2 separate regions of the Cricetulus griseus genome follow, and region 2 is linked to region 1. The links are chromatin contacts, called in public Hi-C maps. All regions are on one chromosome and are shown on one strand. Each heading gives the region's core, a stretch centred on a gene start, on an enhancer-like site or on the middle of the called end of the contact. The rest is flanking DNA. Distances are from core to core; before and after follow the strand shown. Region 1 holds the start of Shb (SH2 domain-containing adapter protein B). Region 2 has its middle 70 kb from the start of Dcaf10.

The links. Hi-C and Micro-C count contacts between places; a contact is called where the count stands out from the background.
Region 2: a Hi-C map of the CHK-Q cell line shows a contact between it and region 1, with 4 times the contacts expected there. The contact joins the enhancer-like site here to the promoter of Shb in region 1. A contact is called at or near these places in 5 of 8 Hi-C or Micro-C datasets (the CHK-Q cell line, the CHL-YN cell line, the CHO-K1 cell line and 2 more).

What each region holds. Positions count from the first base shown.
Region 1 is chr2:97,914,836-97,919,294 of CriGri-PICRH-1.0, reverse strand. It overlaps Shb (SH2 domain-containing adapter protein B), which reads right to left and starts at 1,764. Exons shown (of 6, transcript XM_027403172.2): 1 at 512-1,764. The coding sequence starts at 1,216.
Region 2 is chr2:98,039,021-98,043,819 of CriGri-PICRH-1.0, reverse strand. No RefSeq gene overlaps it. Among named protein-coding and RNA genes, the nearest start is that of Dcaf10, 70 kb to the left of the region's middle. Within about 2 kb of position 2,234, at least 1 of the 6 cell types and tissues checked has open chromatin away from gene starts, as enhancers often do.

The DNA of each region.
Region 1 (4,459 bases), core at 515-3,014:
GGACGGACATTTAGACCGGAAAAGCCTGCGTGGGGGTTCCCAATACCGCTCCAGTACAACAGGCCGCTTGATTTCGGAAACCTGGCACGCAGAGTGCGAGGTTTAGAGGCATTTGCATGTACACATTCAGGGACAGCTAGTTAAGGAAAAACTATGACCCGGAGAGTCCCTTTCCCGGTCTGGACCTCAGTTCCCATCTACAACTGGAAGGGGGACCACCACACAATCCCAGGGTAAACAAGAGCAAATGCTTTTAGGCCCGGCGAAGATGACTTCAGTGGGGGAGCCGGAAGGGCTGGCTGAGTCTGTCTTCTGGGTAAAGCTAGGCGGGGTGCTCTCGCTTAGGCTGTGGGTTCGGTAAGGAGGCGTTTGGGGAGCAGAAGCCAAAGACAGAGTCCAGAAGGCGCGCCGCAGCCTAGACTCCAGAGTGCCAGAGCAAAGTTGACTGGCAGCGCCGGTTAACGTGGCTGTGCCTCAGTTTCCCATGCGCACCAGTAGCTTTGGGTCTTACCTTGTCTTTCTGGGCAGCTCCGGTCTCCTCGGCGGCGCACTTGTTGAGCAGCTTTTTGCCCCCGCAGGTCGTAGGGCTCCAGGTGCGGCCGCCCGAACACACGCTTCCCGGGGGATCCCCCGCAGCACCCGCACTCTCCACTTTGATGAGCCGGTGCTTAGGGGAGATGTAGCGCACCTCGGCTGGCGTGGCGGGCCGCCGCTCGCTGCTGCTGCGGTAGAGGTGCGGGGAGCCGGAGGATGAGGACGAGGACGCGGCGGCCCCCGCCCCCGACGACGCGCAGCAGCAACCCGCAGCGCCAGCCGCCGCCGAGAAAGCGCGCTGGCTCCCGCCGGGCTCCCCGCCACCGCCGCCGCCGCCGCCGCAATAGTCCAGGCGGCACATGGCACGCAGTTTGCGAAGCGACGAGCCCGGCCCGTTGTACGGGTCCTCGAAGTCGCGCTCCTTCTGCGCGCGGTAGGCGCGGATGAGGTCACTCGTGCTGCCGCTGTCGTCGGGCAGCGAGCCCGACGAGGCCGAGAAGCAGGCGGCGGCCGACCCACAGGACGCCGAGGAAGCCGAGCAGGCCTGCGGCACGGCCTGCGGGGGCTGCTCGCGCCGCTCGCCCCGGCGCCGCTGCTCGCGGTAGTCGGGCCTCGGCGGCTGCGGCGGACTCTTGGTCTTGCTGTTGCCCAAGCTGAAGTACTTGTTCAGCCACTTGGCCATGGCGAGAGGCCGCCTAGGGCCGCGGCGCGCGAGCCCCGTCCGCCGCCGAGGCCATTCGGGGGGCAGCGCTGCCGCCCAGTCCCGCAACGCCCCGGCCCCGGTGGGGGGCGTGCGGGGTACCGGTCGCCAAGTTCAAGTTCTCGCAGCCGCCGCCTCCTGCTGGCCGCCACCAGGCTCCTGCTGCTGCCGCACAGCCCTCCGCCCGCGCTGCGCGCCGCCCGAGCTTCGGATCTCGCGCCCGTTACGGGCGCGTCTCATAGGGGCCCCCGGCCTCAAAGAGCGGAAGGCCGGGCGCCCCCCGCCGCTCACACCCGCACCGAGCGCGCCCCTCGGCGGAGCGCGCCCCTGCCCCGTGCGAGCCGCGGTCGGCTGCGGGCTTCTCCAGTACGCCGAGGCAAGCCCGGCCCCGCCGCGGGTCGGAGAGCAAGCGAACGACGGAGGGAGGCGGCCCGTGCCCGGCGGAGCCCGCGCGCCCCTGCCCCCCGGCGGCGCCTGCCGCTACCGCTGCCGCTGCCTCTGCCGCCGCCTCCCGAGCCGCCGCGTGTGTGACACTCGGCCGCCAGAGCCCGCCCTGCGCCGCGGCCCTGCCCTGTAGGCCCCGCCCCTTCCACCAAGTCCCCGCCCCCCGCGTGCGACCGGGAACCTCCCCCCTGCAACACGAGCCACCTCCCGCGGCCGCCTGGGCGCCAGCCCCGGGGTCGTGCAGAAGGGCTTTCTCGTCCTGCTGCGGGGCCAGCTCTGCCTCCCTCCGACTGACACTGCGACGCTCGGAGTCCAAAACTGTGTGCTCAGTTCCCGGGGGCCCGTGCGTCGTGCACCCCTGGAATAGATGACCACCGTCCGGGTAGTTGGATGGGTAGACTTAACACACGACCTCTCTAGTTGATCAAGAGGATGGTGCGGAGGAGATGCCCTCAACGAGAGAGTACGGGTCCCTTTTCTCTTTAAAGGGACAGAGACTCCGGTTCAGGTTTTCCGGTGCCAGGTCTTGGAAAGATTCTTTATGCTAATGATTGTATTAGCAATCCAGATGACGGATGCGGACGCGATAGGCGGCTGGGACCCGGCGGGGCACCAATCCCGGAGCAAGGCTAAGGGGAGGTCGAAATGTTTACTTACCTTTTCACCTTGGAGGAAGTGGGGCTTTAACCCTATTCACTGCCAACCTAGTGGAACCAGCTATGTAAACATTTAATGCTTAAGGTAGTAGGAACTGGTGAGGCTCTATTTAATCCAGGGACGATTTTACAGATGGAGAAACTGAGGCCCGACGTAGATCACACGAGTAGATTTGAGTATCAGCCCTAGGATCTGGTAGCTCCGTTATGATGTGACTTAAAACAATGTGGTTATTACCCAACTGTGAGGAACCGAGACCAAAGTGGGGTAGCTTTTCTTAGAGTCTACGCTCTTGGTCCTTGTCAAGACCAAGAATCTTGCCTGGAAATAAGGCACCTGCCTTCTAGACCTTAATTCTATTTGGAATATGGCTAGGCACCCCTCCTCCCACCACCACCCAATATAGCTTAAGGCTAAGATGTGAGTACCTGGGGAGCTGAGATATTTCATATGAATGCTGATTTGCCAGAGTAGAAAGTGTATCCATTCTCCATCTTCATCTGTATATTATGAGTTTGGCACACTGTTTGGCCTGTGTCCTGTAGGAGTAGTAACCTATTAAAGCAGGCAGCAGATCCAACAATGTGCTGGAGCTAGAAGTCAGGCTCTCATCCTGAAACTTTAGAACCCGATGGGCCACAGTGTCATCTCTTCCAAGCTCTCCCTGTGACCTACACAGACTCAGGCCTGAGACCCCCCTCCCCTCTCTATTTGCCTTTCTCATTCCCTATGGCTACTTGAATTTTCCAAACCCAACTATGTTACCTACACCCCAACAATCTCAGATAAAATGACCACTTCTTTCCTGCGGGGCTATCCCTAGGAAATAGGCCTAAAGTGTGCACACACCACAAGGTTGCATGTGTGGTGTCTGCAGCACAGGGAGAGGTCCCAGAAGTTGATGCTAAGATGTTTATTTTGGGTATCCCTAGACTTGAATGTCTCAAATTACCCTTTAAATCCTCACTCTGCAACATAAGCACTTAATCATCCTGCATGGAGAGAGGCCCCAATTAAAAAAAAAAAAAAAAAAAAAAAAACCTGAAAGGCCAGGACATCCTCATTTTAAGCCCCGCCTCCATTGCTCTCTCCCTTCAGCTTCTAGCTCATCAGGAAGGAAAAGAGGCCAGATCCTGGCAGTAGGCCAGGCCACCTGGGCCAAGAAAGTCCTCCCCAGGATCTGGACGCCTGTTGCCTGTTTGCTGTTCCCTGCATGTGGTGGGCTGCACGTGGAAACATTATCTTTGCTTTTCTGAAGGTTTAGGAGGAGAAGTTGTATTTCACAACTTATTTTTTACATTCTGCTTTTAGCTAGCCATGGAGTCAGAGATGCTTTCCCCTGTAATGCCTCTTATGGGCTATAATTTGCAAACCAGAATTATTGTAATGCTATAGTATTATCCAAGATCTTCCAGAGTCTCTGTGTAACTGCCCAGCCCCTAAACACTGTATATAATTAACCCCAGTCACTACCCCTGCAATCTGATGTTATTCCTGGTTTACAGATGGGGTGGCTAGCCTAAAGTGGTATTTACTTGATACAAGCAAAAAGTCTATGGGTGTTTTCCTTGGGAATGTATATAGACACACCTTCAGAGACAAAGTCAGAAATAATAATTCTCAAACAAGAAAATATTAACAAAGACAGTAGACATGCATCATGGCCAGATGCTAGTAGGAAGATCACCAGATCACCAAGGAAATGAACACATTCTCTTTTCAGTTACAGCAACATGGTTTTCAGAAACCAATGACACAGAGAAACTGAGTCAATTGATGACCACTCTCTTGACACCACAAACCCAACCCTATATAATGTTGTAAACAAAGTACATGCATCTCTCTTGGCTCTTTTTTTTTTCCCTCCAGGTACCAGAGATTAAACACAAAACTTTACACTTGCTAGGTGAGGGCTCTACTACCAAGCTATACTCCTAACCCTTGGTTTGGCATGTGTGCTGTTTATGTCCCTCCTCCCTACCCTGCCTCAATTTTCTTATGGGGGGGGAATTAGATAGCTATGTTTCTGTTTCTTGTAGGCAGAAGTTTCTGTTCCTGAAGCCCCTCCCAAGTAACCACACAGAGGTTTAATAGTAATTATAAACGCTCAGTCAATAGCTCAGG
Region 2 (4,799 bases), core at 985-3,484, 120 kb before region 1:
TTCACTCTCTCTTCTCCCACCTACGCGATCTCTCTGCCTCTCTATGGTGACCGGCCATGGTGGTCAGCCATTACCCCTGTTCCTCTTTTCTCTTAGTCTCCCTACTCTGCCAGGTCCTTATAATAAACTAGTCAACATGTTTCATCATCTGCCTCTTTTCCTCTTTTTCTTCAAAAACATAACAGTCACCATCAAAGTTTCTCCAAACATGATAGCTTGGCAAGGGCCTATTGCCTGCTCCACTGGTGGCTTTCCCTGATCACCTTAGGCCTCTTGTCTGCCACTTCCCAAACACAGAGAGGTCAGATGTTAATGGTCACTCATAAAGGTGTCTCTTTCCCACAGCCAAATCACAAGGACTGAACTTTCTGATGCCAAAGGGGAGACTATGTTTGCCAAAATAAAATGGTGGTATAGAGCAGAGGTTTTAGAGGTATAGAGCCTCTAAGGGACTGGAGGCTAACTTGGTGGAAGCATGCTTGCCCCAGCATATTTAGAATCTGGGTCTTGGGGGAAAAGGTATGTTGTCAGTAGATTTTTCTGTCCCACCAGTCAGCTCCCAAATAAACAACACAGAGACATTCTAAGAAAGCTTGGCTTAGGCTTGTTCCTAACTAGCTCTTAGAACTTAAATTAACCCATTTCTATTAATTTACTTTCTGCCTTGTGGCTTTATTACTTCATCTCTGTAGTGCCCATCCTGCTAGCTGTGTCTCATGGCATCTCTACCCTTCCTGGAGTTCTCTCTGCCCTGAAAATCCTCCCTAGCTATTGGCTATTCGGCTTTTTATTAAACTAGTCAGAGTGACACATATTTAGTGTACAACAAGATTATTCCACAACAGGATCTGGGGATGTTGCTGGGGGCTCTGTGTTTTAAGCACTCTGCCTGCTGCCCCCCATGCTTTCTAAGAATCTGCCATGTGCCCCCACGGTCCATCAGTACAATTTTGTTGTTGTTTTTTTTGTTTTTTTTGTTTTTGTTTTTTCAAGACAGGGTTTCTCTGTGGCTTTGGAACCTATCCTGGCACTCGCTCTTGTAGACCAGGCTGGCCTTGAACTCACAGAGATCCACCTGCCTTTGCCTCCCGAGTGCTGGGATTAAAGGCGTGAGCCACCAACGCCCGGCCCATCAGTACAATTTAACAACTAGCTTTATCAGCAAAGTCTCAACTACTATCAGTAGCTCTGCCCAGATAAGGTCACCTCTGGTCATCCTCTAACAGGGGTCAGTGACCTTCCTTTCTGTTCTGCTCTTTCCCAGGCTTCTACAATCATCTGGGCCTGTCACTGCCACTCCCCTTCACACCCCCAGGCTCTGTCCCTACGTCTGACTCCTTCCCTGGACTGGGAAACATGCACAGTTTGTTCCCTGTAGCTTCAGTTCCAGCAGCCTCCTTGTCCCTGCTGTCTGTCACCTGATGTCACTACTACATAGCCCTCTGTGCTGGCAGCCCTTCCCCCGAAGCTGCATGTCCCAGCCTCTAAGTCTGCTTGTCCAAATGCCTGGGGTGTCAGCTCTGAGACTGGTCCTCATCTTGGTTCACTTTCAACTTTTTTTTTTTTTTTCCTTTGAAGAGCTGGAGCTGGAGCCCAGGGCCTTGTATAAGACAGGCAAGTGTTCTCCCCTCTGAGCTACACCCAGGTCCCTAGGCTCCTTTCTAAGCCTGCTTGCACCAAACCACTTACCTATATCTGTAAACAGAGATCAAGGTTAACTGAAGCTAGCCAGTGAGATTGTTCTGTTTATTCATTCACTTATTTCCATTTGGATAGGACCCCACCAAAGCAGAGATTTTTTTTTCAACTGTGCACATTAGACATCTCTTGGAAAAAAAAAAAAAAAAAAGAGCTGGGATCCACATGGGGGTTACGCCTTTAATCCCAGCACTTGGAGGCAGAGGCAGGTGGATCTCTGTGAGTTCAAGGCCAGCCTGGTCTCTGGTCTACACAGTGAGTCCCTGGACAGCCAGGGCTATACAGAGAAACCCTGTCTTGAAAATAAAAACAAACAAAAAACAAGAGCTGGGGCGTAGCCCAGTTGTAGATCATTGGTTTAGTATGTGCTTAGTGCTTAACCCTGGGTACCAACCCCTACATGGAGATTCAAATTTAACTAGTCTGTGGTGATGTTAAGCTCAGAATCACCTGAACTTGGCAAGCACCACAGACACTTGGCCTTGACGTCAGTGAGATCTCCAAGCAATGTGGCCTTTGGAAGCAGGTTGGTATTTAACAGGCTTGGGTGGCTGAGTGCACAGTACAAGCTAAAGGTACTGACTGGGAATCTAGTTCTGGAGGCATGGCCAGACAGTTCTTCCCCAAAGAGATTGCGGAGCTGAGGCAGGGTGATACAAACTCACTCACGGTCAGCCTGGACTACAGATCAAATTCAAGGTTAGCTAAGCAAATAGACACACACAAACAGAGCTTCCCAGTTCGAAGGCCAATGTGCTCCTAGAACAAATTTTTATGGGAAAGCCCGTATCTGATACCTATCTCTGATTACTCTCAGGTAATTTGGGGAAAACAATAGCTCCAATTTGACATCCTGACCTATGATAATGACTGGGGGTCCTGAAGGAAACAGGAATGTGTGTGTGAATGAGCTCCCAACCCACATGAGGAGGCATGAGACATTATTTGAGGTGGGTGCTACCAAGTGAGGAGAGTAATAGCATCAGAAGAAGCTATACCAACTGCAGTCAGGGAAGGCTACCTGGAAGAGGGAGTCACAAAAGACAGCCAGGACTAAAGCAAGGTGGCCTTAGGAAAAGCGTGGCTTTGGAAGAAGGGTTCAAGGAGGAGACAGCAAGCTGCCACTTCTAGATGATCTTGTTCTGTCCTTCAGGGTTGCTTTTCTCTCAGGCTTACTTAAGTACCATGCTTAGTCCCAGAAAGTTTGGTGACCTCTGAGTAGGACCAGAAAACAACCTCATTTGGTATCTGAGTGACACATACTTGTGAAATACGAACACATTTTTATCTAGTAAGAGGCTGGTCAATACAACCACAAACATTTGCTTTGAGAAATCTCAAATACTTTGAGATTTCTAAGCAGTTGCACAACGGTTATTCCCTCTGATTGTCACATGTTTTGTGTGCTCAGAGAAATCCCTTTACCTGTTTTTACCTAGCAGAGGTGACATGGGGCTGTATCACCTCCATGGCCTGGGGATGGGAGTCACCGAGGTGCACTTTGCTAGCAGTAGCTGATGCCTCACACTTCTCTGGCATTGTATAAGGCCCAGGCAAAGATAAGCTCAGGGGCAAACTGCCCTTTACCTACCCCAGAGAACTATCCCCAGGGGAGCTTGTGGTTCCTGAGGCCAACCTCAGATCTGAATGGAAATTGCCAAGGGCCCAGGGATTTGTAGCATTACAAGAACCACATGTGGAAGTTATGACCAGGCAAGCTGGGAATACTGAACTAGACAAGCCTTCAGTGAGATCAGACAGCTGGGACCTGAGGACCTCCTAAATGTGTTGCCAGGCGAAGCCTTTGCATCTCCAGCTGCACATGCAGGGTCCTGTCTGAATGAAAAAAAAAAAAAAAAAAAAAAAATAAAAGGAGGACATGACTGCTCCTGAGGGGTTGAGATTTTTATTAAAGATGTAAAGGAGAGGGCTGGAGAGATGGCTCAGAGGTTAAGAGCACTGGCTGCTCTTCCAGAGTCCTGAGTTCAATCCCAGCAACCACATGGTGGCCTACAACCATCTGTAATGAGATCTGGTGGCCTCTTCTGGCCTGCAGGCAGACAGCAGATAGAACACTATGCATAATAAATAAGTCCTTAAAAAAACAAGATATAAAGGAGAGCACAGCCAGAGAGAGAGGCATCTGGAGGAGTCCAGAGTGAACGTGACCAGCAGACTGAGCTGAGCCATGTGAGGAGATGGGGGAGTAGGAAGAGCAAAGAGGGAAGAACCTAGAGCCAAGAGGCCAGGAGACTTACCCATAGGCAGAATGGCTGAGGTAATTAAGGAAGAGAAGCTGGGGGAGGGGCAGCTCAACCCCTGGGCTGGAGAGCCTAAGGTAGGTAGGACAGCAGGGTTGAGGGCTCGCCAGCCTGGATGGCTGTACCAGGTGCTGGGTGCAGATAGGCTGTCAGCCAGTGTCAGCTTTGATATGTTAATAGTTGGTGCTTGTCCCCAGTTTGAGACCTAACACTTCCTGGGCGCTCAGGTTTGGGGAGCCCCCAGAGGGCAGGAGTCTGCTTTTTGCTTTCCTCTTGCTCTTGGGGGTTCAGGAGGCCGTACAGTTCCTGTAACAACAAAACACCTGGATGACCCTGACCCCGCCCCCTAACAACGGGGCACTCACTCACCCACCATGCATTGCAACCTTTGAGGGGCAAAGCCCCAGTGCGCATATGCAACCTTTCCTTTAAAAGGTTCTGCCACCCATCCTTCTTGGGTTGGCTGACTACCCATCCCCCCTCTCCCCTTTTCTGGTAAATAAACTCCACGTGGGTTGTTTATCCGTTGTTCCTTTCTTTATATTAGCAGCTGCAGCTTAAACAAAAGAATAACAGTTCCCACCAGTGACCTTCACTTCTGGACCTTGACATTCCTTGGGTCTCCACTGTCAGGGCCAGCTTCAGCTTTTCCTACTGTCACTCTCTCTCCACAGCATGCATGGACAGTGTCAGGTGCATACACAGTGAGCTTGCCATACCTGGGGCCCTGCACTGGAGTTACGTCACCTTACAGTCACTCACCACCCATTTTCCTGGCCTCTGCTTGTGTGGGGTTGACATTCTAGGTATACTCTAGAAAGTAGGGGAAGATAGACAATA